6 separate regions of the Mus musculus genome follow, and regions 2, 3, 4, 5 and 6 are each linked to region 1. Evidence: chromatin contacts called from public Hi-C, HiChIP or PLAC-seq and promoter capture Hi-C data. All regions are on one chromosome and are shown on one strand. Each heading gives the region's core, a stretch centred on a gene start, on an enhancer-like site or on the middle of the called end of the contact. The rest is flanking DNA. Distances are from core to core; before and after follow the strand shown.

Evidence for each region. Promoter capture Hi-C pulls out the DNA fragments that hold promoters and counts their contacts. A called contact is a pair of places that touch in the nucleus more often than the background predicts. HiChIP or PLAC-seq counts read pairs in DNA pulled down with a chosen protein or histone mark.
Region 2: a Hi-C map of cortical neurons shows a contact between it and region 1. The contact joins the enhancer-like site here to the promoter of Dab1 in region 1. A contact is called at or near these places in 8 of 39 promoter capture datasets (cranial neural crest, embryonic stem cells, hippocampal neurons and 3 more), 4 of 484 Hi-C or Micro-C datasets (cerebral cortex, cortical neurons and ventral hippocampal neurons) and 2 of 115 datasets of contacts at active chromatin or transcription factors (VIP interneurons and forebrain).
Region 3: a contact with region 1 is called in a promoter capture Hi-C map of stem cell-derived epiblast-like cells, with 9 times the contacts expected there. The contact joins the promoter of C8a here to the promoter of Dab1 in region 1. A contact is called at or near these places in 8 of 39 promoter capture datasets (embryonic stem cells, hippocampal neurons, liver and 2 more) and 2 of 484 Hi-C or Micro-C datasets (both in cortical neurons).
Region 4: a contact with region 1 is called in an H3K4me3 HiChIP or PLAC-seq map of forebrain, with 6 times the contacts expected there. The contact joins the enhancer-like site here to the promoter of Dab1 in region 1. A contact is called at or near these places in 7 of 39 promoter capture datasets (the 3T3-L1 cell line, the C10 cell line, embryonic stem cells and 2 more) and 1 of 115 datasets of contacts at active chromatin or transcription factors (forebrain).
Region 5: a contact with region 1 is called in a promoter capture Hi-C map of second pharyngeal arch cranial neural crest, with 4 times the contacts expected there. The contact joins the enhancer-like site here to the promoter of Dab1 in region 1. A contact is called at or near these places in 5 of 39 promoter capture datasets (the 3T3-L1 cell line, the C10 cell line, liver and 2 more).
Region 6: a promoter capture Hi-C map of hippocampal neurons shows a contact between it and region 1, with 7 times the contacts expected there. The contact joins the enhancer-like site here to the promoter of Dab1 in region 1. A contact is called at or near these places in 5 of 39 promoter capture datasets (frontonasal cranial neural crest, hippocampal neurons, liver and 2 more).

Annotation. Positions count from the first base shown.
Region 1 is chr4:103,616,546-103,621,397 of GRCm38.p6, forward strand. It overlaps Dab1 (disabled 1), which reads left to right and starts at 2,955. Exons shown (of 18, transcript NM_001369047.1): 1 at 2,955-3,200. Gm36604 (a long non-coding RNA gene) reads right to left here and starts at 2,509. Exons shown (of 3, transcript XR_376479.3): 1 at 1,911-2,509.
Region 2 is chr4:104,891,095-104,895,946 of GRCm38.p6, forward strand. It overlaps a transcript of Fyb2 not described here. Among named protein-coding and RNA genes, the nearest start is that of Gm40216, 3.4 kb to the left of the region's middle. Within about 2 kb of position 2,702, at least 11 of the 459 cell types and tissues checked have an H3K27ac peak or open chromatin away from gene starts, as enhancers often do. A contact at or near this core is called in cortical neurons and forebrain, where this site is marked.
Region 3 is chr4:104,874,098-104,878,949 of GRCm38.p6, forward strand. It overlaps C8a (complement component 8, alpha polypeptide), which reads right to left and starts at 2,301. Exons shown (of 11, transcript NM_146148.2): 1 at 2,183-2,301. The coding sequence starts at 2,259. It also overlaps a transcript of Fyb2 not described here.
Region 4 is chr4:104,684,353-104,689,204 of GRCm38.p6, forward strand. Dab1 (disabled 1) reads left to right here. Exons shown (of 18, transcript NM_001369047.1): 12 at 4,031-4,090. Among named protein-coding and RNA genes, the nearest start is that of C8b, 80 kb to the right of the region's middle. Within about 2 kb of position 2,204, at least 13 of the 459 cell types and tissues checked have an H3K27ac peak or open chromatin away from gene starts, as enhancers often do. A contact at or near this core is called in forebrain, where this site is marked.
Region 5 is chr4:104,664,314-104,669,165 of GRCm38.p6, forward strand. All of the region lies in intron 7 of Dab1 (disabled 1), which reads left to right. Among named protein-coding and RNA genes, the nearest start is that of C8b, 100 kb to the right of the region's middle. Within about 2 kb of position 2,823, at least 12 of the 459 cell types and tissues checked have an H3K27ac peak or open chromatin away from gene starts, as enhancers often do. A contact at or near this core is called in second pharyngeal arch cranial neural crest, where this site is marked.
Region 6 is chr4:104,640,336-104,645,187 of GRCm38.p6, forward strand. The region is part of intron 7 of Dab1 (disabled 1); the gene reads left to right. Among named protein-coding and RNA genes, the nearest start is that of C8b, 120 kb to the right of the region's middle. Within about 2 kb of position 2,681, at least 45 of the 459 cell types and tissues checked have an H3K27ac peak or open chromatin away from gene starts, as enhancers often do. A contact at or near this core is called in hippocampal neurons, where this site is marked.

The sequences.
Region 1 (4,852 bases), core at 1,705-4,204:
ATCAGCTTCTTGGGTAGTTGAGATTACAGTCACAAGTCCCCAGACCCAGAAGAACCAATTCTTCTCATTAACAGCACTGCAGTGGTAATATAGAAGTCAGTTTCTAAGACCATGTGGCCTTTAAGATCTCTTTTGAATTTCAACAGCTCAAGCTTGGGGCTTGAAGGCCATTGGAGAGGAGTGAAATGTATTGAGTCAGTGCGAGGGAAGGAATTGGCTATTTTAGAAATCTAAGTTCTGGATCTCCATTGTATTAAACTCCTCTGGGTTCTAGAAGTCAGCAACACCATCAGGGCTAAGGACATCCAAAGCACACAGACATGAGAGGAATCAAGTTCCAGCTCTGCTGCTTCTCCTAACCGTGTTGAGCTCCTTTAATGGTCACAGGTCACACTACCCAATCTTGCTTGTTTTAACTCCCAGGGCTTTGGTGGCATGTTGTAGTGGATCTCGTGGCTTTTGAAAACTGCTGTGGTCAGACATGTAAGGGACTGATCATGTTTCTCAGCTAAGAGATCCTTTCCTGTTGCTAAGAGAGAAGAGGCTGTTTTCTTCTCCTACCATCTCTGGCTTTACAAATCCCCTCCCCCCAACCTCCAGCCCCCTTTTCCTTTCTATTTTTTGTAGCTTGGGAGCTTCATAGGACAATTGTTGTGTATGCTTCAAGCTGGATGAGGGTGGCGGACAGGAAAACATCAAAAGGATGGAAACAAAATGGAAATCTGTTTTCTGCTTGAGAAGATGGCAGCCGGGTTCAGGGACCAGCATTGTGAATGCAATCATCACCACACATCTGAAAGAGGCATCAGGACTCCGTAGTTCTGACATGTCCAGGAAAGGCAGTTCCTAGAGGGAATAGAGGGCATGTGTGGTGCTTGGGCTTCTGGAGGACCCAAAGTAAAGAGATCTTAAAGATGAAGTTAACAGTCATTTAGTCCCTTGGGTACATCTTCCTGGTATCATTTTATCAACACAGTAAGTCATGAGAATATGTAACCATTTACATCTTCTGGTTGAGGAAAGGATATTTAGAGAGTGGGTTGGGATGGCTCATGTTCAGGCTCCCTGAACTGCTCACCAGTGGCTTTTACTCCCAATCTCTTGTTGGATGAAGGAAAAGTTGATGTGGTTTGTGATTATGGAAGTCAGGAGATGGTGAGGGACTTTTATCCAGCACTGTTGGATCTTCTTACTGATTCTTCTTCCAATGGCATTTGCCCAAGTTCTCTCCAATCCACTATCTCCATAGCAGCCAGAGTGAACTTTTTTTTTTTTTTTTTGGTTTTTCGAGACAGGGTTTCTCTCTATAGCTCTGGCTGTCCTGGAACTCACTTTGTAAACCAGGCTGGCCTTGAACTCAGAAATCTGCCTGCCTCTGCCTCCGGAGTGCTGGGATTAAAGGCGTGTGCCACCACGCCCGGCCAGAGTGAACTTTTACAAATCAACCCCACAGGGAATGCTACACCACTCACATCCCTAACTCCAGTGCCAAATCTACTTACTGACCTCTGTGGAGGTGAACCTCCCTGTCAGATGGAACCACCCACTCTATATCATACCACTGGGTCATTACCCTTGCTGCTTCCAGCTACAGGTGTACCCTCCTCCATCTTAGATGCCCTCAACTCATTCCTGCATGGGACATTTGCTCTGGCTGTTTCTTCTGCCCTGGAGATGAGGAGATGAGGTCCTACTGACGTAGAACTTGGGTTAGCAGTTATGACCTAAGCAGGTTCCTACTTGTTCCAGTTCCCTAGGTGTTCCGGTTGTTGTTATTGTGATAAAACACTGACCAAAGCCAACTTAGTGGTGTTACTTCATCTTATAGGTTTCAGTCCATCATTGAGGGAAGTCAGAGCAGGGACCTGGAGTAGGAATGGAAGCACAGACCATAAAGGGACTCTGCTTACCTGCTTGCTCTCCATGGCTTGTTCAGCTTACTTCTTAGACAACCCAAGACACCTGCCCAGAAGTAGCTCCACTCACAGAAGGCTGGCCTCTCCCACATTAACCCTCAATCAAGAATGTGGCCGGAAGACACGCCCACAGGCCCATATAATGGAAGCAACATCTCAGTCTGAGGGTCTCTCTTCCCAGGTGACTCAAGTTTCGTGTCAAGTTGACAAAAGCAAGCTAAGTAGCATCTCCAGTCACTTCACATTGCATGCCACCATCTATTTCAATCTTGGTGATCAATACCACTCAACAACTCTTCTTGATTTACTTATTTTCTGTGTCTTCACTGGAGAGAAAAGTCCAAGCCAAGCTGTACTCTACTCTATAAAATAGGGATTGGCATAGAACCGAGGTACGCTCACGGCAAATATTTACTGGGTTGTTGCTGACAGTTGTTGAGGGAAGGCAGGCTTGCATTGGAAGAAGGAAGAAATTAAGCTTTGTTTAGGGAGTTCCACTCTGTTTATCTCATTATATTCTCACCACAACCTCACAGAAAAGCTCATCTGATTCCCATTTTATTGATGAAGCAACAGGGACCCAATCCTCTGGTGCGGGCTGCCTCTCTCAGTGCCCACAAGCCTGCTCCCAAGGCGGCATCTAGAAACCACGTGCAATCAGGAGGGTGCCTCTGTAGCAGTAACCTCCCGTGCAAAGACCTTCCCTGGGAAGTGGCAGTTGGAAATGAGTTTCCATAATAAACCTCTGTTGCTTGCCCTAAAGCTCAGACATTCTAGGGAGCAGAGAGCCTAAGGAGAGCGCTGCGGGGAGACCAGTGATGGTTATAGACGATGCTGTGGTGATTTAGGAGGGAGTGGCAATTGGGTGCTGAGGGTCCTTTCCTGAGCAGAGCCCACACTGTGGCCAGGTGCAGCCAAGCCACTCTTGCCGGCGCTCGTATCCTTAGTTAGGTGGCGAAATGCTGATGGGCTCTCCTATTCGGGGGAATGCGGTAGTGATGTATAAGGTATGAAAGATGTGGCCTGCAGAGAGCCGGCACTATCTCTACTGCTGCTGCTGCTGCCACCGCTGCCTTTGCTGCCGCCACTACTGCCGCCACTAGAGCTGCCGGGAGTGAGCCTCCCTTCTTCCAGATACCCAGCTCCGTTGCATCTCCCGCTCCCTGGCCCCGCACGGACCTCCCCGCCCCAGGGAACAAAAGCAGAGTCCGGTCGCCCTGTTCTGCAGCCAGAGGATGATGTGTCGAGAGGGCTGAGCAGAGTGTGGTCTTCAGCGGCTGGAAGGTAGGAGAGGGTGTTGCGCCTGGCGGCCGCGGCGTGGAAAGCTAGGGTGGGCGCGCCAGGGCAAGGATGGCTTCAGTCGTCCAGCCGTCGGGTGGGCGCCTCATGGACCCTGCAGGGTGGTGGTCTGCAGCGCCGCGGCCGCAATGCCCACTGCGGGCCGAGAGTCGCGTTCCCGCAGCCACGAGGGAGCCCCTGCATGGGGACTGGAGGCGGAGGAAAGAAAAGTCTGAAGCCCAAAGCCAAGCGGTGGTGGCTGCAGAAGGGCTGTCCGCAGCTCTTGGACTTGGTGGCGCGTTTCGCCGCGCTGAACGGCCAGGCGGCGGCCGCAGTGTGCGCAAAGTTTTGGGTAGCGCGCAAAGGCGCAGGCAAGGGCCGCGCACAGAGGGGCAAGTTGTGGCCAGAGAGCTAGGGCGACCCTCAGGACAACCAGCGGGGTTTGCCTAAGAAGGGGACAGGTGGATTCTGCTCCCCTCCAGCATAGAGGAGACTGGGTTGGAGCGGCGTCGTTTTAACCCTTTGGTCCCCGGGGGAAAACAACTTCATCCGTGTTGGAGCCTGCTGGACCCTGGCCGCTTTGAGGCTCCTGGTTTGATCCTCCTGTGGCCGTGCGCAATTCTCTGCTTCTGTCGCGTTTTCATTTCTAGCCTCTTAGGTTTTAGCTGGCCTGGGGTCTTTCCCTAGGTCTGTATCCCTTGGACCATTGCGTACATGTTTCTCTATCTCCTCGCTAGATTGACTCTTGGATGCTGCTTTGAAAAATGAAATGATTAATCAATTAGGTTAGTGGTCAATTAGGCATAACCTTGTAGGAAAATAATTATGTCGGGCTCTCAGCTTCCACCGGTGATGAGGTGGGAATCGAGCCCAGGTACGGGGGCTGTTCCCAAATAATAGTACTGGGGCGGGGGCGGAGGGGGGGGCGGTTGCGTTCTGGAATTTAAAATTAAGAGGATGGTGACCACCCACCAAGGTGGTGGGAGTCAACGGAGGAGTGTGTGTGTGTGTGTGTGTGTGTGTGTGTGTGGTGTGGTGTGGTTTGTGTGTGTGTGTCTGTGTGCGTGCGCGCTTGCTTCAGTTTTTGCTGAGAAAATTAACCCTTGACAGACTAGTCTGGGTAGACTTTTCAGGCAACATGGTGTATCCAACGGCTTGAAGGAAAGGTGTGTCCCCTTGCATGCCTGACCCCCTAACACACACACACACACACACACACACACACACACACACACACCCTTCCAAGCGGCTCCCTCTGCGAATCGCATCACCTCGTAGTGGCTTTGCTGAGCTTCGGGAGGCTGAGTTTAGGGGACTGCCTCTTAGTTTCATGTAGAAAGAATCGCATCATTGCAGACAGAGCTTTCTGTACACTGCTTAGCAGAACACATATCTCCCCCGATTGTGTTAAATAAAACCGTTATTAAATGGGAGCAAAAGGGAGACAATCTGTTTCCAGGGCTGGGAAGTTCTGCTGCATAGTGAGGCTTTTTTTTCCCCCTTTCTTTTTTGGAACCACTGGTGGGGTTTGGCACTGCAGTATTACAATACAGCCATATTAAAAAGGTCTTCAGAGCTTAGAGCCCTCCACCGCCGCAGGCTCCTCTTCTATACACTTCCATGATCAACAGCTCCTTTGCAGGGTGCATGCAGTGGAT
Region 2 (4,852 bases), core at 1,452-3,951, 1.3 Mb after region 1:
TACTATTCTAGGATTCCCAGGAGCACCTTCTGTCCCTTATGCCAAGAGCATCTGCACCGTCACCCCCTCCAGTGTGCCTCTTCTTCCTGGTGTTATCCTACATAAGACCCTTCATTATAACAAAGAGAACTCTGCCAAAGCTCCAGGCTCCGTACAGGTGAATGTGCGCGAGGTAATTGGGCTAGTTGTATCTTACAGACTCTAAACTGAATCGATGCTGTGTTTTATCAAAGCATTGCGAAAGCGAGGGAACCTGTTTATGTCTTGCTGGTGATCAGTGGGAGAGGTTTTGGTACCAGGCAACTGTCTCAGCTTCACCTTTACCTCCAGTGTGTGCCTTTCCTGCTTATTGTTCCTAACTTACAAGGTTTCACATTTAACACAATGTTAATAACCTATAATCTCCTTTTCAAACAAGACAATAAATAAACATGTACAAAGAAGTAATAGAAAAGTTGGGTCTTGGTGGAAGATAATTCATCACAGAGTTCAAAAGGAGAATGGTTAAGAACAGAGCCCCCCAGAGGCCCTTGATCCTGTGAAGGTTCTATGCCCCAGTATAGGGGACTGCCAGGGCCAGGAAGCAGGAGTGGGTGGGTTGATGAGTTGGGGGCAGGGGGGACAGATAGGGGGTTTTCAGAGGGGAAACTAGGAAAGGGATAACATTTGAAATGTAAATAAAGAAAATATCTAATAAAAAAAATTCTTTAAAAATACAAGGAACAGAGCGTCCTAGGCAGGTGTGGACAGGGTGAGACAAACCAGTGAGATGAGGTCCAGGCCAGGAAGAACTGGCGCCGTTCCCACAGGAGGAGTTCCTGGCACAGCCCAAAGCCAAGGCATGAGGAAGTACAAGAAGGCAAAGACACGGGGACTGCCTATGACCCGCAGCACAATAGGGGGAGGCAGGAGAGATGCTGTGACCATCTTGCCTCACCTTGGGACCTCACACTAGAACTTCACAACTAGAACGTGCCAGCACCACCCTGGCCACGGTTCCCTGTAGCTCAGCCTTCCGGAGCACAGAGAAGGCCTAAGGAAGGCAGGAAGGCGGGGGAGGAAGTTGAGAACAAGCTGCTGAGGTGAATATGATGTCAGAGGATGGAACATGGTCACATAGCAATCACATGGACAACTAAGAGCCAGAAGAGTGGTGCGGTCAGCCCACTCTGTGACATGTGTGCTGCTCCTGCCTACTCAGTAAAACATGTGCTGCTCCTGTGTGGAACCTCATAGCAAACCTTGCGTGATGGCCTTCCTGTCCACCTAGCCCCCTTTCCTTCATTCTGGACCGCTGCCTTGACACCCTTGACCTCTGGACATTTGCAACATGTCTGCCAACCACGCCTAGCGCTTCTTACCTCCAAGTTCCTTTGATTCTAGCTTGTTTAGTCTATCTGGGCCTCTGTGACAGAATGCCACAGACTAGACGACTTACCGAAGAAAACCTTTCTTCCCCACCATTCTAGAGACCAAGCAATCAAGGCACAGGTAGGCATGGGTCTGAGCAGAAATCACTTTCTACGTCACAGCCAGCTGGCTTCTTGCTGTTGTCATGGGGGACAGGAGGTGGACATCAGTTGGATCCAGGATGGCTCTGACCTTATCAAAGGTCTCCTTCCAAACACAAGCACACTGAGGATTAGGCCCAATATAAGGATTCGAGGTGGACAGACATTGAGGTTGGTCTAGCGGCTCATCTTCCTCGGTCCATGTGGTCTGCTTCCCACAAGGCCAAGGGAAGTACCTCCTGCTAGTCCATGCGGCTGGGTGAGAGATCGCTGTAGGCTCTCGTTCCCACTGTCTTGACCTTTCTTCACCATTCATCTAAATTCTAACACCTCTAACAGCAGGCCTCCTTTAGAGCCAAGGGATTTAGGAGTTGAGCCTCATGCCCAGATGGGTCCACCGTCACCCACCCATTTAGGACTTCAAAGCAAAGTCTGAGTGCCTAAACCACAGACTCAGAATCTGTGAAAATACAGAGGTCCAACGTATTTGTAACTGTATTTAGGAAAATGCAAGTCCTTTTCCAGGAAGACAGTGGGTATTTGTTGACTACCTGTGATGGCCACACAAAAACATACACAGACACGGATACACACAGACACAGATACACACACAGACACACACACACACAGACACACACAGATATACACAAACACACACACACAGATACACACAGACACGGATACACACAGACACACACAGACACAGATACACACACACACAGAGAGACACACACACACACACAGACACAGATACACACACACACAGATATACACACACACACAGATACACACACACACACACACCACTTAGCTCATCTCATATTTATGCCCAATCTGTGAGAGAGCTGCTATGAGCAGCCTGAAGATCATTTGCCCAAAATCTCAGTTTCATTGCCGCAGAAAGGCAAGGTTCCAATTCTTTTTGCAGTGCTTCCCTTACTGCATGGCTTTGCAGCAGACCTTATGCCGGGGATTTCCTTGTAGAACTGTCCTCTTGTCCTTGATTCTGGGCCCCTAACTTGACCCCTAGGGTCCTGGGAGTCTGTTACATGTCTGCAATCCACCCTTCCCCCAGGCTTCATGCTTCAAATCTCTCTGTTCCTCAGAGGCTGCTTGCACCCTGTGTCCAGAAAATGCCACAGACGGTGTTTTGTCCACGGCGCCCTGTTACATCATTACCTCTACCTAGCAAGGGCACAGCTTGTCCAAGTGACTGGAGAGAGGACAGGGGAACTTTGAAGACAATGGTGCCTTACGTTATAGCAAGCACTCTCCTAAGCATCTGATTTGGGTTTTAAAGACACATTTACACAGGAGAACAGTCTTTTGGTTCGGTTGCCTCCAATTTTCTGTCATCTGAATCATAGCCAAGGAATAAATTGAATCTTTTTCTAACATAGAATATATTACTCTTGAAATAGTAGGAAATGTTGATAATTGCCTTTTATTGGACTCACAAATAATTTATAAGTTGGTCCGATTTAAAAAAAAAAAAAAGTATTATAGTCTTATTTCTTTGGTTTCTTCCTTGAGGCAAGTATCAGCCTCTAAAAATAGAACCCGTGTAGAGATGGGCCTAGCGCTCCCCCTGGTGGTCACTATTTAGGATTGCAGGCTCCATAAATGGACCTGAAGCTGTAGGCTACATTTGAATAATTCCTTTTCCCCTAAGTACACAGAAAGATTTGATTTATTCTTCCCAGCCATGTCTGCATTACAGAGTACTTCTCCTTAGAAAGTCTATCTGCTTTGAGCGTAAGTAAATGATCTATTCCTCATATACATTATCAGGCTGAACGTCTCGGAGGTAGTAAGAGCTTTCCTGGTTCTATCAAATGTCAGGAAAGCTGGGAGTTTCTTCTTTGCTTTAGAAAATACGGAGGAGTGAAATGCAAGCTGGCTGTCAGAGAATCACAGGGACAAGATATTGAAGGGATGACTCGTGACTGTGTGCGCGGAGAGAGTGCAGTGGAGAGATGGACGGGAGTCTCAGAACCGTGGGTCAGAGGCAGGATCCTGGGACGCCCTCCACTGCAATAGCAGATACACACACTGCCTTTCTCTGGAGAGACTGTGATGCCCTGCCTTCCTTGCAGGTAACTAGAGACCCAAGTAGCAGTTCCAGACAGTGGGCTGAAAAGCTAGCTGCGGCACTTCCTGGCCTAACCCTCAAGCACCTGGTGACGGCTCCCACTGTCTCTGTGTTCACACAAATGCCAACGGAATATTCCAAGATATCACAGGAGCAAAGTGGAGTCATCTCTTGTTTGAAAAGTATTTCTTTTCATTTTTTGAGATTATGTTACAATTGATATCATTCTCTCCACATCTTCGTCCCTCCAAACCCTCCCCTATACCCTTCCTTGCTCTCTTTCAAATTCACAGTATCTTTTTTTTATTAATTATCATCTTCTACAAGCAGACACAAATATACATACATATACACGTTTATATATTTATATGAATGTACATATACATATACATAAATGCATAAATGCAGTCTGTAAATGCTTCTTGTATATATGTTTTCAGGGCTGGCCATTTGGAATTGCATGACCAATCCATGTGTTCTTCCCTGGGGAAGACAGTTTCTTCCTCTCTCAGCACTGCTTAGTTGCCTCTGGTTCTTCCTTTCAGGCTGAGGCCTCTCTCTTCCTCCTGTCCACTTTGCCATGCCTACTGTTGTCCTTTCTCAGCTCGTGCTTAGGCAACTGTGTTGCTGAGACTTCGTGGCTGTGGTTTCTGATATTCCTGGAAGACACAATATCACAGCAAACTCCCTATCCCCCTGGCTCTTCTAGTCTTTTGGTTCCCTCTTCCTCAGTGATCTCTGAGCCTTGGGTGTGGGAGTTATGTCATAGATGTATTCATTGGGACTAGGTCCCACAACAGTATGCTTTGATTGGTTGTGGTTTTCTGTAATGTTCTCTATTTATTGAAAGAGAAGTTTCCTTGATGAGAGATGAAAGCTACACTCATCTGTGAATAGAAGGACCAACATTATAACGTAGTTAAGAATTATGCTAGTTTAGTAAAATAGCAGTTAAAGGCTTTCCTCCAAGATCCATGACTTCACTAGCCCTGGGTAGTTGGTTAGGTTTTTAGTACTGTACACAATTTCCTTCTTGTTGAATACATCTTAAGTCCAATTAGAGTGTTCCTGGTGACCACCTAGTTACGCATTACCACTACCACACTCTTAGAGACAGCAAACCATGGTGGTGGTTGCTGTGGTTCATAAATGTCATAGCTGGGTAAGACTGTTGGTTTACTCCATCCTTAGAAGCTTGCATGGCAGCTTCCGGTGCCAGGAAAGTTAGTCCTCAGGGAGGACTAACTCA
Region 3 (4,852 bases), core at 1,051-3,550, 1.3 Mb after region 1:
TGTATACTGAACAACATGGAATATCCACTAATGCTCTATTCTTAGCCATAAAAGAAATCTTAATAAATTGAAAGGATTTCAAGTTTTAAATAAGCCTTATAAATAACACATGCCAAAAAATTGTTACTTGTATAAAACCTGTACTAGAGAATCACTGATTTTGCTACCAATTATAACAGCCTTCCTGGCTTTAAGATTTTATACTTAGGCAACCCTTTTTCTATCCAGATATATAAAAAGCAAATGTTAATCATAAGCTTACAAAGTAAATGTGTACCGTTAAACACTTGCATGCACACATGCGGGCATACCACACACACACACACACACACACGTGCATGCGCGCATCTTCCATATTAAGTCTCTTGTGGAATTTTATTTGAGGAAAAAACAAGTGCTGTTGCTAAAAATACAACAGAAAGTTGAAGCCTCTAATTGATCTGGATAAATCTAGAAGACCCAAGCCAACTGGCACGTTGTACATTTCTTCTTTCTGATTGCTGTCAACCATCCAAACAAATGGAAAATCCAACCCTAACAATGGTCCTAGCCACCCCATGCCATCCATGCCTGGGGGCAGCTCTTGGTGAGTGCTTTAAGTGGGGCCTTGTTCCATTGTTCTAGGGACTTGCAGGCACTTAATTCCTGATCTTATTTTCCTCCTGTTTCACAAGTGTGTAAGATGCAGCCTGGAACACTTATGTAATTTGCTCAAGATCAAATAACTATTCATAGCGAGTGCCAGCACAGGGATTTGAACCCAGGAGAATGATTTTTGTCCTGTAACTTTCTATTTTGAAAACCGATGTCAGACGCACTGGCAGTGAGCGCCATGGTTTCTCCCTCAGCACTTTGTAAAGCACTGACTTGGATCTCTCTGCCTTAACGCGAAATTTGCCTCTTCACTGAACTGTCTTGTTTGATAAGTTCATCAAACATCAAGACCCTGTTCGTTTTCAGAAAGGATTACGATGATAAGCTTTTATAATTGAGAGTATCTCAGCTGAGATTTTCTTCACCACCGACCTCTTGCCTGGGTCTTCTAATTATTATTAGCGATGGATTTTATGATGTTCTAAAACTGTATTTGTTTTAAATACAAGCTACAGATTATCTGCTTATAAAACACGTCTCCCCTTCTGAACTGTTACTTAAAGGGACTCTCTCTTACTGTGGTATTTAATCCAGTGGTTCTCAACCTTCCTAGCGCTGTGCCCCTTTAAGACAGTTCCTTACATTGTGGTGACCCCCACTGAAAAAAAAATTGTTTCTACTTCGTAATTGTAATTTTGCTACAGTTATAAATCATAAGGTTAATCTCTGACATGCAGGATATCTAATATGCATCCCCTGTGAAAGGGTCATTTAACCCTTACAAAGGGGTCAGGACCCACAGGTTGAGAACCACTGATTTGAGCACTAATGATTCAAAATTAAATCAACGAATAAGAATTTGACTAAAATAACTTTATTTTAAGCCTCCAATGTTTGAAAGGCAGAGAATGCTTAAAATAAAGTCCCAAAGGTTAGATAAAGGTTCTGCTTAAGTACAATAAAATATTCAACAATGAAATATAAATATCTGAAGGCAGGTTGGAAATCTCAGGAAAATAGAAGAGCCAAAAATGCAAGACACAGGAGAATGTTGCCTCTGCTGTCTCCTCAAAACAAAGGTTTAGAATGATGTGGCCACGTCTCTCTACAATGTCTTGCTCTTACCCACAAAAATATTTACATATATTACCTAAATATATCCCCCCAACCAGTGTAAGTGGGATTTCTTTTTTACCATTTTCTCTTAACTGTCTCACATTGCTTGAGAAAAATTCGACTTATTAAATGCCTACTATATACAGAGGACATTTGAAATCCAGGATTGTATTACATCTGCATCTTCTGTTATAGAAGAGGTGCTATGAGGCTCCATCTACAGGCAGGAAAACTGGGAAATCAGAGAGATTAAACACTGTGGTCTGCGTTACCCCACTGCTGAGTGGAAATTGATAGCTGGCTGATCTCGTTATTACTAACTGGCTTCTCCTCTGCTCCACTCCTCCGCTGGATTAGTAACAATATGAAAAGAGATTCTCTTCCATGCCACCACAGCCCACTGCCAACATCACCATGTCTTAGATTCCCCAGCAGAAGACCTCAGTTTTGTAAGGATCCAAAGCCCACTTACTGGTTCACCTTCTCTTGTGCAGTTACCCCAGGGTGCCATGCCACCAAAGACAAGCCAAAGAAAGCAACCACAAACATCTCATCCAGAAGTCACCAACTAGTGTCTATGTAAAAGACGAGAAGAGCCTACCTTAGAAGCCATAGATATATCCAGGCTGGGACCCAAATTGTCTACCGGATGTTTAAAATGGTCAAAAGTCCCCCAGTTCCCATTCAATGTGATTAACTAGTAACCAAGGTATTGATTAGCCAAACGCCTTCAAAATGGCCCCAAGCCCTTTAGCCCTTTTAAAAAATTATCCACATGGCTAAGGAAAGGTGATGTTTAACTAAAATCAGTTCAGTGAAGAGTTTTGTTTTCAGAGAGATGCAGGTGCTGTTGCAGGCATCCTGGTGTCTTGTAGTGGCTCCTGGAGCTTCTACAGTCAAATGAGTCTGTTGTTGAAGAGAGTAGCAAGGCATAAGGCTCATTTGGTACAGAAGTTCAGATGCAAGCATCCAGGAAGGTACAGGCATGCTGACAGTTACATAAAGGTTTTGCCATGGCTCTCCAAACATCTGGAGCCTGGAAATGCATGTGACTCACTGGACTTTCTACTTTCAATACAAACACTGAGTATCATTAAGATTCAGCCTATTTATGTCTCAAGGGGACCAGATGTCTTAAATATACATCTTCAGAAACTCTCTCTGGAATTATAATGCCAATCATAGCCAACACATCTGCACTGAAGATGCCATACCTGGATATAATCCCCCACTCCCGCAGACATAAAGTAAATCAAGTAACTAGAGATGGACAGAAAATAGATGAGTAAATAGCCAAGAGTCGTTAAATACTACTCTATGCGATAGGTGCTTCGTATGTCTCTTTGTATTTAATCTTCAATCAAGAAGTCTGCCACGTGAAAATTACTAAGTCCATATTGCCACGGATGAAGTGAGAGCTCAGATCAGTGCTGAGCTAACTAGCTCAAGGGTGTACAGCTGCCTGGCTATGCCTGGAGCGGTGCAGCTTTGCCTTAGTGGGATTAGCCGGTTGCATCATTACTGATCTCAATGGGGAGACACACTGACCAGCTTGGGCGCCTGAGATTCTGATTCGTGTGTGGAAACCTCAGAAAGCCATCAAGCAGCAGCTCCCTTCCTCTCCTCAGAGGTGTAGGCAGATGTGAGCGCCTGTTCTGAAAGCTGGAGGGGTCCTAAGACTGTCTCTCTGCTTCCCACTTCTCTCCAGTTTTGATTCCTAGGTCGTCTTCGCCTCAGTTTTCCCCTGCGTATACATCATTTGAAAACTTTCTTGTCTTCTTCTCCCACAAGAAACTAAGTTGGTCTTTTCTGTGCTGTGACTGCAGATATAGGGATGGGGATGTTACATCTGGACACCCTTGAACTGCTCAAGGTAGTGTATCTGGACCTCACCTTTCTCCTAACTCCTGACATCCAATGTATGACAAAGTTCCTATCTCAGACATGCAGAGTCCCCTGAGACTGGAACTCAGGGTCCCCAACCATTTCCATAGATTCCTTCATGGGGAACAGACCTCCCCCAGCACTGTCTTCTCCAGCAGGGGTGACATTACCCTCCAAAGACCACTTGACAATGCCCAAGGATGCTTATGATGGTCCCATGGGGTAGAGATATGCTATTGGCATCCAGTGGATAGAGACAAAGCCGCTGCTGAATGTCCCACAATGCACAGAGGTCCCCACTACAGAGAAATATAACTAACCAAAGTATCAATGATGCCTGTGAGGTACTACGAGAGTCTGGCCTGCCTTCTTCTTCCCAGAACTCCTGGGTCTCTCCTTTTTATATGTATGATGGTGGCATGCTCTTTTTAAACCCACTGTCTCCTGAAGTTTCCCATGTGACTATTCTCCTTATCTCAAACCTCGGTGACATTCAGACTCCTAGTTGGCCTTTTATCATCTCTCCCCCAACATCTCCAACATTGTCATTTAAGGTCCATTGCTTTTCTCTGTAATGTTTCCTCCTTCTTGCCTTGTCTTCACTAGCATAAAACATCCCAGCCTCTCCCTCACATACACTCTGAGACTCTTGCCTGAGTCCTGGTGGGCCTCATTCTCCTTCCATTCCATGGCTGAGTTCATCTTCCATGATCTCATTGTCCCCTCAGGACAACCTACAGACCCCTTGCCTTCCTCCCACTTTATCGAAGCGGTGACTCTGGTCACCTTGACTCTTCCATTAGAGCCATCTGTAGCCATCACACCCACCTTTCTGCCAGGCGTCTTCTGGAAGCCAGGTCCATCACACAGACCTGTTATAAGGCTCCAATTAGGAATCATTGCCTTGTTATCCCATAAACATGGCAAGGGCACTTTTAATTTTTCTCCTATTGTTTCCTCGAGTGTGGAGGCTCTCTGGAAAGTGAGCCTTATGTTAGCGTAAGTTCAGCTCCTGATCCTTCCTGATAATCTCTCATGTCACTCAGTATTGGATCTTCAACAAGAGCTATTGATCCATGGCTAATCAAGTGATCCATTAAAAGAGATGGCTTTCACAGTACTTGCATTTATCATTTTTATCTTCAAAACAGTTGTCTTTATTATTTCAAGGTGTGTGTGTGTATGTATATGTGAACATGGGCACATGCCATAGCACATGTGTGGAGATCAAAGAACAACTTTCATTCTTTCCGCCATG
Region 4 (4,852 bases), core at 954-3,453, 1.1 Mb after region 1:
TCCTGTACTGCAGATCCACCTGGGCTCAGTGCACTTAACAAGAGATAAGCCCTCGACCCAAAGATTACCAGGCCTTCAAATCACTGCCATTAGAAGGCCTGTTTTGTTTGTGTGTGTGTGTGCGTGCGCGCTGGCAATTACTACATAGCTGATCCCGCTGCATGCATCTTACTGTTTCTACTACTGGTTCAAAGTGATCTCATTTTTATCCTGGCCCCTGTTTCTAGAAGGAAGCACACAGAGACCTGAGGCCTTGTAGCCTTTCAGTGTTTTATGCCTTTGGATGATATCCATAAATTTTGTCTCTCAGCTTCCTGGACTGTGAACTGCAGATAGTCCAGTGTGGGCTCCACACTCGGATGCTCTGATATGCCCTGTCCACAGAAGCTTCTGTGTAGCCATCCTTTTACTTTTGTATCATCATCATCATCACCACCACCACCATCATCATCAGGCACCACCTTTGATGATTCTGTCCTAACAGAAAGAGAAACTGCCTACAGAGCTCACTTTGTGGGAGAGCCCCTCAGAAAGCTGAAGCCCTGCTTTGCTGTTGTGTTCAACATGACAATGAAGAGGCTCTGAGGCAATTTGAGACATCTTTCCAAGGGGGAGCGATGCCTCCTCCTATTAATAATCATAATTGTCTCTTGTGTCACGTGCCTCAGAAAACATTAGTTCTCTTTAGAATAGCACAGGGCAATTTTACACGTGACTTACCGGTGACCTTTCTGTCATTTGGTGAGTTGAGAAGAGAAACTGAGGCTGTCATTTTCAACATAAGGGAATCCGAGTGCCAACGTCACAGGCTCTAATTCCAGTCCACAAGTGGGGCCTCTCGCTTTCTAAGTGGGTATTTTTCACTTCATTTGTTCAGAGCTTATTGTTAATCTCCCCATGTGTTAAGTATCAATTTTAAACAGTAAAGCTAGTCCTGTGTCGCCCAACACACCCCTGAATGGCCTCTCTACACATAATTACCACACTGCTGACCTGAATGTGCCCTCTGTGTGTATCACTTCAGGTGTAAGAGTCTACTTAACTTGTTCATTGAGAAGTATATATGTGGGCACCTAAGTATCTGCTGAGCACCTAGGAAACTAATAGTGACCACTGCACGGTCTCTGTCCTTAAGGATTTTATAGATAATCCCCTAGATGCTCATGTCAACCAGTAGAGGAAACTGGGGCTCAGAGAGCAACATGTCTCCTCTAAGTCACCCACCCTAGACCCAAGCCTGGGTTAGGGACCAGATCCTCACTGCTTCATCTAAAATGTTAACACTCTACATCACTGTTGTATACCTCAGTGGTCCCTTAGATGGAACAAATCACATGTGCAGAGCCAGACCTTAGCCCTCACCGGCGAATGTTTGATGAGGCAAATCTTTGCTTAATGTTTAGATATAAAAGTTCAAGGATAACTGAGTATGCGCCCTGTGCTGAGCAAGCTTACAGAGCTGTGGTCCTAGTGACACACAGACAGCACGTGCTGTCGTAGCTCCATGAGTAGAAAAAGCCTGTTTCACATTCTGCATTAGTAGCTTGTATATAGTTCCATCTCCCCCAATCCAAGGAGTTCTGCTGACTCGGGGCCGTATCTTCCATTCTCCCTGTCTGGAAAGGGCACACTCCCTGACAGAGCAGTTACTTGGGGACTTTTCTTTCATGGTGAAAGAGTAGCAGGGAAACAAAACAAACCATCCCAAACCTCCAAACCAGATTTGGTAGAGGGAGGCAGGACTGGTGAGAAGATGGCCTGGAGGAGATAAATCTTAAAGGACAAACAAGCAGATTGATACCTCACCCATGGGAGAGCCAAGTAGAAAAGTGTTTGCAATTATGCACAGTTTGGGTTTCTCCGTCGCAGGGCTTGTGCTCCATTTGCGGGGATAATTGAGAAGCAGCCGCAGTTCAACTGCGCTAAGTGCCCGTAGTGAGCGGTGAATTACAGGCAACAGAACACTCCTCACTCTGCTCAGGAAAGGGTGAGCTACTGAAAACAAAAGCGAGGGCTGGGAATTTATCGGCCCTCGTTAACAAGGACTCTCTAGGCATTCGGGGGAGGCTTCCTTCTAAATGGAGCCCAGTTATCAGGACCAAAGAAATGACATTCTCCCTTGGATACCTGCACACTGGGCTTGGGGAAGGTGATCTTCCACCCGGCCCTGCTTACTCATAGCTCTGCTTTTCTGCAAGGATGCACATGGGCCTCTGGGAACGTGGGGCATGATGTTTTATAGAGAAGGATGTGGCTGGAGCAGCAGCCTGAACAGTGTAGCAATAAACAGGGAACTGCCTGAGCGGCAGGGCCTGGCCGCCCCAATCCCTGACTGTTGGACCCTCTCTCCAGGCCTGATCTTCCTCCTCTACATCACAGAGCGGGATGGCTGTAGTTCTGAATGACTTATCCCGGTTATTCTATCGCTATTTATGGAAAATGGAATGTTTGCCTCCCTGCCAGCTCCTGGGACTTGCCTAGTGCCATGTTAACTAACTAACTAGTAATGTTAAGACTAAACATCTTATTTTGATACCCGAAAGATCTGGGTTTGGACACCACCAGGTCTGAAGTTTGGGGCAAAGTCTGAAACATCTCTGAGCCTCACTTTCTATCATTTGAGGGTAGGGTTGGCATCAGGAGTTTAAGTTAAACGGGGGTAAATATAGGAGAATTCAACATGTCAGTTCAGGTTCTTACTCAGGGATGGAATAGCTGGCTCGTCCATGTGTGGCAAGCAATCTTTTTTTTTTTAGTATCCCCCACACTGCTGTATGGAAGATTTACCCAGCAGGTATTCAAAGCGGACCTTCTGGTTATGACATACTCTATCTGCTCCTGAGGAGCATCCAGCCTGCTGGAAAGACAGTCCCACTGTCAGGACATTATAAATCCACTGCTGCTTGGTCTCTGCCGAGGAGAGCAAAGCCGTGGCAGTCTGGGGGAGGAGCAGTTAATGAGTGCTTCCAATCTGGAATGTTTCAGTGCAGAGCCCTTGATTGACACATTAGAGAAGTATTCAACACTATTAATATCACAAAATGTGTTCATATACATATGTATATGATTATGTGTGACAAAGGAGATCATCGGCCCGCCATATTTCAGTATTGTGGGGCTTCATCGTTCTTGCTCGTCTGATATCCTGTTTCTCGTTTTGCTTCTTAGCATAACCTGAGTGAGATACATTGTCGGTCAGGCAACAAAGCCAGTGGGGATGGATGACCCGCTCAGGGTGTTGCAGGCAGCAAGTAGCCCCAGGAGGCCAGATGCATGAGCAGGGGAAAGAAGTGAGGGGAGATCTGGAGGGCTGTCAGCTTAGTCGGGAACTCCTGGATCCTGGTGTCTTACATTCCCTGTCATGTGGGCCCTTCCTTTGATTGGCAGGTGGCTTATGTGAGACACCAGTAGAAAGCTGGCAGGTACTAGGGACTTGGTTTGTTTGTTTGTTTGTTTTTTTATAGCACAGAGACATGTATGCTCAACCACAAACTCTGTAGTTACATCAGAGAAAATCAAAACAGCTGAACTTCCTGTAGGATTAATCAAATGAAGTTGGGTGTTTTGTTGTTGTTGTTGTTGTTGTTCTGTTTTGGTTTTTCATTTCCACCACATGATGCTTGAGGTCCCCATAGCTATTCTTTGATTCTAAGAAAGGCTCAAGAGCAGGAATTTATTATAAGATAGTTACCCCTGTCCTGATAAAATGTTCTCAAGGGAAAGAGATTGGCTTGAGGCCTTCACAGCTAACACCACTCCTCGGGGCTGCGTCCTGGATCTGTCTTAGGGGCCATCTCACGGACAGTCAAACATGCAGACATGATTTACTGAGTTGAAAGTGGAGCACCAAGCCAGATGATGGTGGCACAAACCTTTAATCCCACCACTTGGGAGGCAGAGACAGGGGAATCTATGAGTTCACCGCCAACCTTGTCTACAGGGCAAGGTCCAGGCCATCCAGGGCTACATAGAGAAAAAGAACGAAAGTGGAACCCCAGTGTTTTGACTGTTGAATTTGATTTCTCTCTAGGTTCCCACCAGCCAAAAGAAGGAAGGTGTTTATGATGTGCCAAAAAGTCAACCTGTAAGTGTAAGTACATGTGCCTCTGCAGCGGCCCAATTCACGCAGAGGCTGCACCTGACGGGGCCGCCTCTTCCAGAATTAGTCTTACATATGGCTGCTCATGAATATGGGGACAGATACTTAAGGGAAGAATGGTACAGATGAGCAAGGGGCCAATCGGGACAAAGGACTGTTCCTCTTGTTCCTGTGAGTAGAGAGGGATGGGGTTGGATAATACAAACAGCTCTGCCTGAGGGGGCTCAAGGTCCCAGGTATTCCAGAATAAAGGGCTCCAACCACAGCTTTATAGTACATGGTCAAGTATAGAACACTGTTGGTTTTTTTTTCTACCCATCCAATCTGAAAATGGTTGAGACATTTCAAAGGAACTAAAACATAAAGGGCTGGTCCAGGCCTTTGAGGTATGTAAGAACACACACCATTAGCAGAGACTTACAGAAAAGGCCCTGTTTAGCAGGCTTGCAGAGACACTGGCAGGAGGGTGGGGCCGTGGTAAGGACAATATCCAGTGTATCTGGACCCCATCTGCTGGAGGGTCTCCCAGGAATCTGAACCAGAAAGGAAAATTGAGCTCTACCCTGGCACTGAAGGTAAACTCATATTCCTAATGCCAGGAGCATTGAGGGCTGGCCTGCTCTTTGGGTTTCAATTGGCCCAACCCCCATTACAGTTTCCTTCAGCTCGGTTTGGGCCTGGATTGACTCACTTGCCCCTGACAGGTTTAGATATGCGAGGAAACACGCTCTATTTGCTGCCCTAGTTCTTCTG
Region 5 (4,852 bases), core at 1,573-4,072, 1.0 Mb after region 1:
AATGTTTAAAGCTCTGATGCTCCCTAAGAGGCTGGGAGACAGATGCCCTCTCGATAGCTGATGGCTGGAACAAAGATCTTTTGACTTCCTGGAAGTTTCTCAGGCAGGCCTCTAATGGAAACAGGCTAGAGCCATCCCAGGAACCTGGCCTTGATCCTATAGAAACTATACCTATATGTATGTATTCATGCATTTATAGACCATGATTGAGGCCTAGTCTAGAAGGAGACCAGAGAACCTAGGCAGAGAATATTGTCAAGGCTTCTAGAAAAGGCACGGCAGATTTAGAAGAGAAAGGGGTTGGAGACAAGTTGGGACAGCTAGATGAGTTGGAAGCCAGAGTGGCGATCCTTTGTTGTCTTACCCTGAAACTGCCACAAAATCACCAAGATGATGTGCCTGGGCCTCCATACTAGCCCTGTCCTCTCTCTCCATTAGCTCACAGTGATGAGTGACTCTGCAAGGAACACATAGATGACCTCACACAGATGCACACCTATCAGTCACCCTGGGAGTTTTCAGAAGTCCTCAAAGCAAGCTGCATTTGGCCATGGCCCTCACTACTACCCATGCCTTAAAGTGGTTGCCTGTCCCTTAGTTGATCCTTAACTTTTGTTTATTGACCTAAGTATCTCTTCTTAGCAGCCCTTACTAGAGAGGCCAGCTCCCCAGTTTATTCCACTTTGGGTCTGGTCTCAGTATCTCCAGGTCTCTGAGAACCTGCTAGACTCTACTCTAGTAGAGTAGACTAGAGTAGAGACTCCAAACTTTTCTCTCCTGACCATGGGCTCCTAAAGAGGTGGGGCTGCCTCAATTAACATATATTTTCCATGTCTTGTTCCTCTGTGGTGTCTTATAGGGTCACACAATGATTGGAAGGGCAGGCAAGTCAGCTCTATGTCTAAGGTTGTTTCTGGCACATCAGGTGCCACTCAAATTTTTATACCACCTAAGCACATAAGTTTACCATGCAGTCTTCAAGGTGATGCCCCAAAATAGCTTCTTATGAAAGAGGACGACCAGATCAGTGACTTCCCCACATCACAGATAGAAGAAACTGGAGAGCCAAGAACAATTCAAACCATCAACTCTTCTTCACACCTTGCTCACAATTCACCATAAGTTAACATAAAGCCATATAATGAAGTCAGGAGCCACATCTAACTGTAACACCATGTCTTAGTTTTAGTAAGACAAAATCCTGTCATTGATTGCTAGGAGACTTTGAAGTTTTGCGGCCACAGATTGAGGCCTGCCAAGCAGGAATTAATAGGTCAGGGAGACTAGTATTCATCTTCAGTTCACAAGCACATTTCTAGACCCCACCCCCCACCCACACCCACACCCACACAAACCACAGAGTCTGCTCTCACAACCCAGGGCCAGGTTGCTCAGCTCATGTGTACTCTAGCCCAGGCCCTTAGACAAACTGCTCCAGCAGGGGGAGCCCTTTGAAGTAACTGTCATCCAAGAATCAGCAGGATCAATTTTGTTGCAGTGAGTTGAACTGAACATTTCCACCAGCCCTCAGTTTTGCTCTAGCTTGAAACTCCTTCATCCCCTGGCCCTTCCTCCCATTGTCACCTTCAAAGACTGTCACCCTTGATGTCACATTTTATGGTCCCAAACTGCTGCATTTCTTATCCCATGTGTTTTATAGCTATGTGACTCTGCTTTTGTTCTGGTTGGACTATCTTAAGGCCTTCCTCCTCCACAGTCACTTCAAGCCTCTATTTCTACCTTGTTTTTACCTTGATTATGATATAAGCACAGTATTTGGTCATTCATCAGCAAATCATTACTAACAACATACGTGTGCATGCGAGCAAGCACTCACGTACTCACTCATGTGAGTACACACACACACTTTCAGACATTATGCTAGATGATAGGGATACCATACAGAAGAAGAACTGAAAATTAAAATTACTTCTCTGGTTTCCTTAGTCTATGGAAGAATCATATGCTAACCAAGGAAGCAGACACACAAAGGGAGATTTACAGATCATGGCATGCATTGAGAGACTGGGCAGGGGTCCTTTGACAACATTAGCTTCCCTGTCACACTGCTATGGAAATGAGCTGCAAAGGGGCAGGTATCTTGCTAGCCCCAGCATCCCACACAGTCCTGATGGTCACTTGTAGGAGTCAAGCTTGCTTCCGAGGTCTGGGCCAATGCAGAGTGGTATTTACTGCAGAAGCTTTCCTTCTTCCACCTTCACTCGGGTGCTGCTGTCCTGGAGTCTGGCACAGAGGTGAAGCTGTGTGAAGAAGAGGAAGGAGAGATGGGAGGGAAGACAACCGAACAAAGCCAGATTACCCATGAAGCTTGACACCACACTGCCCTTCACCCCCAGCCTGTTCTTCACTATTGATTGAAAATTGATTAGGCAAGTTGCTTAACCACCCTGAGTCACACTTCTCCCTTCTCAAATAGGAAAAAGATTTTTGAGTTGATGTCCACTCCACCTCTGACACCCTCAGGTAGCTTGGAGTGATGATAGAACTGCACCTGATGCCTTTCTGAAGAAGAAGGGGGCAGTTTTGTGCTAATTTCTTTTACTGACAGTTCATTTTCCAAAGCAACAGCCTAACAAATCATGGGGCCAATTAGTGTAAGAGAAACAATTGATCCCTGTGCTCTGTGAGCTCAGCCCACCGCCTCAGTGGTTTGCGGCGTATTTGGGGAATGCTGCACAGCGCTAAATGGGAACTAATTGGACAGATGCAGCTGTAAATTGCACGGCGCTGCACTACACTGCAAGCTTCCGATGGCGGCAGCAGCATGGCCTGACAGTAATAGGAAAACTATTACCAGGCTTCCCGTCTCATACTGAAAACCAGCCCAGCATAGCCCTGCCTCCTTGTCTTACAGCAGGGAACAGGGAAGCTCACCCAGGGAACAGAGGCTGGACAAGATACCATCACAACTGTTCAGTGCTGGTTTCCTTTACCCCTGACCCCACCACCCTGTTGTCCTGACAGCCTTCTCAAATAAAGAGTCCTAGAAATACAATGTAGATGTCTAATGGCTTAAGGATACTGCAGCAAAGCTCTAGCATACTGGGTAATGGAAACAACCAGGGGGAGCTGTCCACTGTGTCAGAGGCTGGGAGTCTCAGGCCAGTGTCTACAGGATGATTCTGCCCTTGCTCTTAAAGGATCCCGTGCTCTTCTCATGGCTTACTCATCTTCTTTGACACCTCTTGGGTTGGGGATACTCCCCCCATGATCTCTGCTATGATTTTATGTGGAGTTCTCTAGATATGCTTGTTTTTCTCCAGTTTCCCCCTTGTCTGTGATAGTTGCATTAGGGTCTCACCATGCTCCAATATGGCCTTCTCTTACTGTGTATATGATTAGTGTTCCCAAATTAGGGCATCTCCTGAAATGCTGAGATTTGCGACTTCAGGGTACGTACTCAGGAAGAAGGACAGTACATATTTCAGCAGGCAACAGGAACATATAGTTTCAGGAACAGAACTTTTGAGGTGGGTAACAACTGTTCATGATTAGGCACTCCCTGTACAGGGCAGAACACCAGGAATTTTACATGATTTTATTTAATTCTCACCTCCATTCAAAAAGTCTGGGAAATCTGTCCTATATAACAATACCGATCATGGTGGATTTACAATTCAGGTTGCGATCTGTGTCAGGCTGAAATCATGTCTGGGGTCTTACTGCTGTGGGTGCCTCTGCCAGCATCAGCTCTCCATTTCGCTTCCTTACTGTGTTAAACAATGGCATTGGCTTCCCCAGCTTCTCTTCGAGCCCTCCTTCCACCGGCTGCAGTGTAATCAATTCACATTCTTGCAAGTTTCTGTCTCCCTAAGACACTTTCCTGTGACCAAGGCAAAGGTTAATTTCAAATTGGTGACAACATAAAAAGTAATCTTCCGTTAAATATAATGACCTCATTTCTGTGGTGACCTGTGGCAAAACATGAAACTTCGTTTCATGCAACCACACTCATTTACCTACTTGCTACAATCATTTTATACCACAAGTTAAAATGTTGAAATCGTCAGTTATATTGCTAAATACCTACATCGGCAATTAGGATTCCTCATGCAGAAAGAAAAAGAAATAAAAATAACAGATATAGGGGAGCAGAAATAGAGGCCATCTAAGTACATTAGAAACTATGGAGGCAAAGAGACAGCTGGAACTTGGAACCAGCCATCCCTGGTGGCAACTCATATTAGCTGTGTGACCCAAGATAAGCTATTCCACTGATTAGTATGTGTCAACTCCACACAAACTTAGTTATGCCTTGGAAGAGGAAACCTCAATTACGGAAATCCTTCTATCAGATTCACCTATGGGGCACTTTTTGATTGCTAATTGACTGAAGGGGACACATCCCACTGTTGATAGTATCATCCCTAGGCAGAGGGGCCTGGGCTGTAAAAGAAAGGTAGCTGAGCAAGCCAGGGGGAAGCAAGACAGTGAGCAGCATCCCTCCATGGCCTCTGCTTTAGTTCTGGCCTTGAGTTTCTGCTTTCGCATCCCTCAATGATATAAGATGAAATAAGCTCTTTCCTCCTCAATTTACCTTTGGTCATACTATTTTATCATAGCAACAGAGAAGCAGAGTGGCACTCAACCCGGCTGGGCCTCAGTTACTTGAACAGTGAAAGGAGGGGGAGATGTCTGTAATGTTATTGGATGGGTGAGACAGATGAGGGCTACATATACAGAGCACGTAGCATAATTAATGCCTAGCAGATAGTGAGAACTCTCTGAATAGTATCATTTTTATTTAAAAAGGGGGGGGGCTGATAAAATAAAAATATAAAGTCTGGATGCTTATACTGAGAAGAAATCAATCTCTCTCTCTCTCTCTCTC
Region 6 (4,852 bases), core at 1,431-3,930, 1.0 Mb after region 1:
ACCCCAGTTCCTGACTACAATTGGTGCCAAGTAAGTATTTTGAATGATGATGGATGAAATTTTTCCCTAGCAATAAAATAAGCATAGCAATAAAATAAATATATTACATTTATATTACTATTTACAGGATAGAGGTTTTACTAAGAATCGACTACCTATTTTAATCAATGAGATATTGAGGCCAACAGCATTAAGAGTCACACCTGAAACGAAAGCCTGTTCAGAGTAAGCCTGAAAATGGGGCCTGGTCCCCTCGGCACGGCTTTGGATACAGAAGATGGTGAGAAGCCACACAAAGGGCCAGAAAACTCCACTCTGTGACTAACCAGAACTCAGTATTCCATGTGGTCAGAAGACTCGAGTACCATGAGCATATGGAAATGGTGGCAGGGGCTAATGTCACGTATCTTTCTATGCCTAGCAGAGGGCAGACTATGGGACGGAGCAGATGTTCTGTGTGCATGTGATGAACGGGTGGACACATGTGGCCTCTTACTGATGGCTCATTAACCTAATGTGCCTCATGTGCAAATGGATGTTGAGGGTGATATGGCTCTGTGTCCTGTGTCACAGAGAGTCTTTTGTCATCCCAGGCATCACTGTCACTGTGGCCTGGGAGGTAATATGCATTGATCCGTCCATGATTTGAAGTCTTGTGAGTACTTAAATGACACCAGGGTTATTGACTATGGCAGAGCAAATTGTGTTTAGAGATCATTTAATGGCCTGAGATTCATGTAATCACTCAGAAAATGCTTGGGAACACCTACTGTGTGCCCGGGACTTTTTCTGTATTCATGGCAAATGTGGGAAAACAATTGTGTCTTCCCCGTGTAGCTGGGGGGAGGGCTGAACTCTGCAGATGGATCATAGAGGGGCAATGCTCAGCACAGGGTGGTTGTTCATCATCTCAGCTAGTATTTATAAAATGCACGTACTCGTGGAGTTATGGGAATGGTACAGTGAAGCAGAGTACACTGAGTCGTGCCGGACTTACTTTGAGTTCTCAGATCACCATGCTGCAGATATTCCCAACTTTAGACTTACCCTCAGAGCTTCATCCCAAACAGATGTTGGAGAAGCCCAGCCTTACTGAAAATAACATTCATCCTACAGGTGATCAAAACTGGAGGTTGCTAAAAGGCCTGGTATGTGTGAAAAATGCAGTCCTGTCCCCCCACGAGCGTGTATGAAACTCTCGTCATCATTGCGCACTGGGCGCAAGGTGTGTTGAAAGCCCATCCTGAGTGAGAGGGTGGGAGCATGACAGGGTCCATGTTCGGGAGTTGGGAGCAGAGGTTGTTGACCCTCGGATGAGTGGCTGAATGAGCAAACGCTTTTCAGAAGAAGACTCCCCAGCAGCGGTACGAACAGTAAGAGCAGGAAGCAGATGCTGGTCCGTCAGAAAGAGTAACCGCCACACCGGAAGTAGAAACCAAATCCCAAGGGCACACACAGGGAGGGTTGAAGTTGCAGTTACCAATCCCAGCACCCGGACTGCCACAGGCAGTGACAGTACATGAAGGGCAAGCTGGAGAAGATCTGTTATTGTCACATTCTGGGTATGGCCAAGACTAGTTGGGTCAGAGTAAGGGATGTAGCATCAAGCCCTGAAGGCAAGCATGAGTAGGCCCAAATGGTCATGGAGGAAGGCTGCTCTGTTATTCACAATGATGTCTCCTTTACTCCTGCAGGCACTCATCAGCCTACTTTACCCAGCTCTTACGGACTAAGAGACTTGACTTCATAGAATGCTCTCTTGATATCTAGATTATATTAATGCAGTCCATGCCCCTATGTCATGCACTTGGGTAGACTTAGGAGTGCAGCCCTGACAAAGACAGTAGCATCTTGTCCTGGAGCAACTGGCACACCCAATAATGGAGGCACGACCCTAACTGAATAGCTAGAAGAGTGTGGGAAAGGGAGCCATGGAGAACAGAGCTGTGGTAAGGAGTGGGAAGCCGCCCTTCTGACTGCAGGGTAGATGTTAGGGCAGGGAGGAGCTGCTGTATGGCAAGCAGGGACTGAGGCTTTCAAGTGTGTGGATAAAGATGGACTCCCTAACTATGTGTAAGCTGAAGGTCCTATAAGAATCCATCCTACATACTCTCTCCTTACTGAATTCTGCAGACAGCTGAATCTTCAGCAAAGCCTTCTGCCCATGTTGGGGTAAAATGTTGTGTTGGAATAACTGGGTTTGGTTTTATCTTATACTCTTAATCAAGAGAACTACCAGGAAATGGTCTACACAAGGAAGGGAAAGGCCTGTCCAGAGCTGACTGTGCACGGTAGATGGGAAACCATGTTGGTGCTGTCCACATTAGCCTAGTGTCCTTTCCCACACTCTTTGAGTTGAGTGGGATCCTCCCAGGGTAGATGAACAGCGGATGAGCTGGCCAGGGTTCAGCAGCTTGGGCAAGGGGAGAACTTGGCTCCCACCTGAGACTTTATGATTTCATACCTGGACTACACTGTGACTGTCCCTTCTGAGCCCACCCAGTAGGATGCATAGAGTTAGGCATTTGTATTCTTTCCTAAATGTCAATGGCTGGCATGGGTACAGTCCTCTGGACTTCCGCCAGCTAAAGTGTATTTTGCCCAAAGCACTGGTCCTCAGTTCTGAGCTGGACTCATTCAAGTCGTGCCAAGTTCTTCTTGAGACAGGGCTCAGTGTCCTGTTCCCTGAGCAGGCTCGTTTTTGTTCTTCCTCACTAACCACGTCACATCTCAAGGGCTAACTCTGTATCTATGCTCCTCGAATCTAGCACGGGGTTACATATGGATTGGCTACTACTGTGTATTACTTCAAAATGACCAATTGATTGATCTTGGTTAACAGCGTGAAGAAAATCACTTTCTATTTCTGGGCCTCGGTGACCTCATCTGTAAGTCAGAGCTGTCAGACATAGTTCTCTCCTCATGAGAGCAGGGCTCATCAGTCCAGTGCAGCTAGACACTTGCCTCCCCAAGACCTGGATAAACTTAGTCTATTCTGCCTGGCTTCATTTATTCCTTTGCAATGGACATATTTATCTGGTCCCCCCTCCCTCTGTCTTGTCTTGAGCACAGGAATGGAATCTCACTAATTTCTCCCAAGCTTAACACCTGGAAGGAGCTCAGAAGATGAGGAATGTCTGTCTGTCTGTCTGTCTATCTTGCTTTCATCCCTTTACCAACTTTATGCTTTTAAATGGACCTCCTTGTCCTATCATTGAATCAATGGAAACCACTCTGTGTATCTCAAGCTCTTTTCTCTCTGAAGCATTATACTATGAGTGGAAATTCAAATTTTCGTGATTTGCAATCCTGCCTGGCAGTCCCTAGACAAGACAGGAAGAGGAAGCCCCGCCCTACCAACTGGAGCCCTCTGGGACTGATCCAGACCCATGTACATCAAAGATGGCTTATGCTGGCTGTTTATAAAAGAGATGCATGCCCCGCCAAACTCAGGGAATGACCTAAAATTTGTGATGAAGCTTTTAAACTGGGCAAATAGAACACTCGCTCCTCCCACCCCCTGTGCAGGAATGGTTTTAATGAGCCTGTGCCTTGTGAAGATTAAAGGAACAAACCCCTGAAACCACCCCCACCCCCCGGACCAAAAAAAAAAAAAAAAAAAAAAACTCTCGGTGCATAGAATATACTGGGGCCAGGGGAGGGGTTGTCAGAGGAATAACTGAACAGGAAGAAAGATTTCAAGACATCAAATAAATATCAAATAGCAGGAGCTCTCCATGCCATTTAAGATCTTGTTTCTGTTGGAGAAAAGGTTAACCCAAAGTAGATACTATTGCCTAAGAGAAGGAGAAGGAGATTAATAGAATGGGGTGCCTGCCTGGGGGGGCCTCAGAGGATGGGGTTCTCCAGCAAGGCAGGTGCTGGTCTTTGCAGTAGAGAGGCTCATGAGGTGAGGAGATCTGCCAGAAAGAAGGTGTCAAGCCCAGATGCAACTGTCTTTGCCTGTGTTCCCCCCCCTCCCCCAAGCCAATTGAAAAGAGGGTCAGGAATAGCATCCCTGCCTGCTTCGCTCCAACCCCATGGATATGCCCTACAAGGAAATGACATCACTTGTAAAATTAGAACATGGAAATTAAAATGGAAAATTTTTAAAGGGAAAAAAAAAACAACTTTCGGGAAAATCAAAGAAAGTAGCAGAGTGAAATCCTGCTGAGTGTTGGAGGCTGTCTCCACACAGACTGTTTAATTGGCGTTGTATTTTGAGGGTTAGATTAGAGGAAGAAGAAAAAAGACAGTGTTCAACCTGATTTACATGAAAATGAGAAGAAGGGAAAAGTGGGATATTAAAATGTGTGAGTTGAATCCTTAGATCTCGGAATTGTGAGTGGCACACGGCAGAACTTTTAAATTGGCTACATTGCTTTAATTGAAATATAGAATTGTAATAACACAATGTGACAGGTGCCTATAGGACTGTGGGGTGGGGAAAAGGACCGAAGCTTCCCCCACCTCTCCTTGAAGCAGTAGAAACAGAGATGAAAAAAAAAAAAATATATATATATATATATACACACAAAGATAGACATTCACACAAGTGTCAGCATGCATGGGAACACACACACACACATGCACACACACACACACACAGAAGCACACACAGGAAGAGAAGCACTTGAAAAGGCTTTGTTCTTTTATAGGTTCTTTGAGGCTTGCTTTATTGAAAAGTACATTTTTCCTTATTCGCTTCAGGGTCCAATTAATGCACCCCATTGCACCCCAGTTCTCAGCATGCTCTTGCCATGGGGGTATTTTGCATCAATTAGCATATTTGTTGTTTGCTAGATGGAAGAAAGGGATGTGTAAAAATATCCAGGTTTGGGGGCTGGTGAGA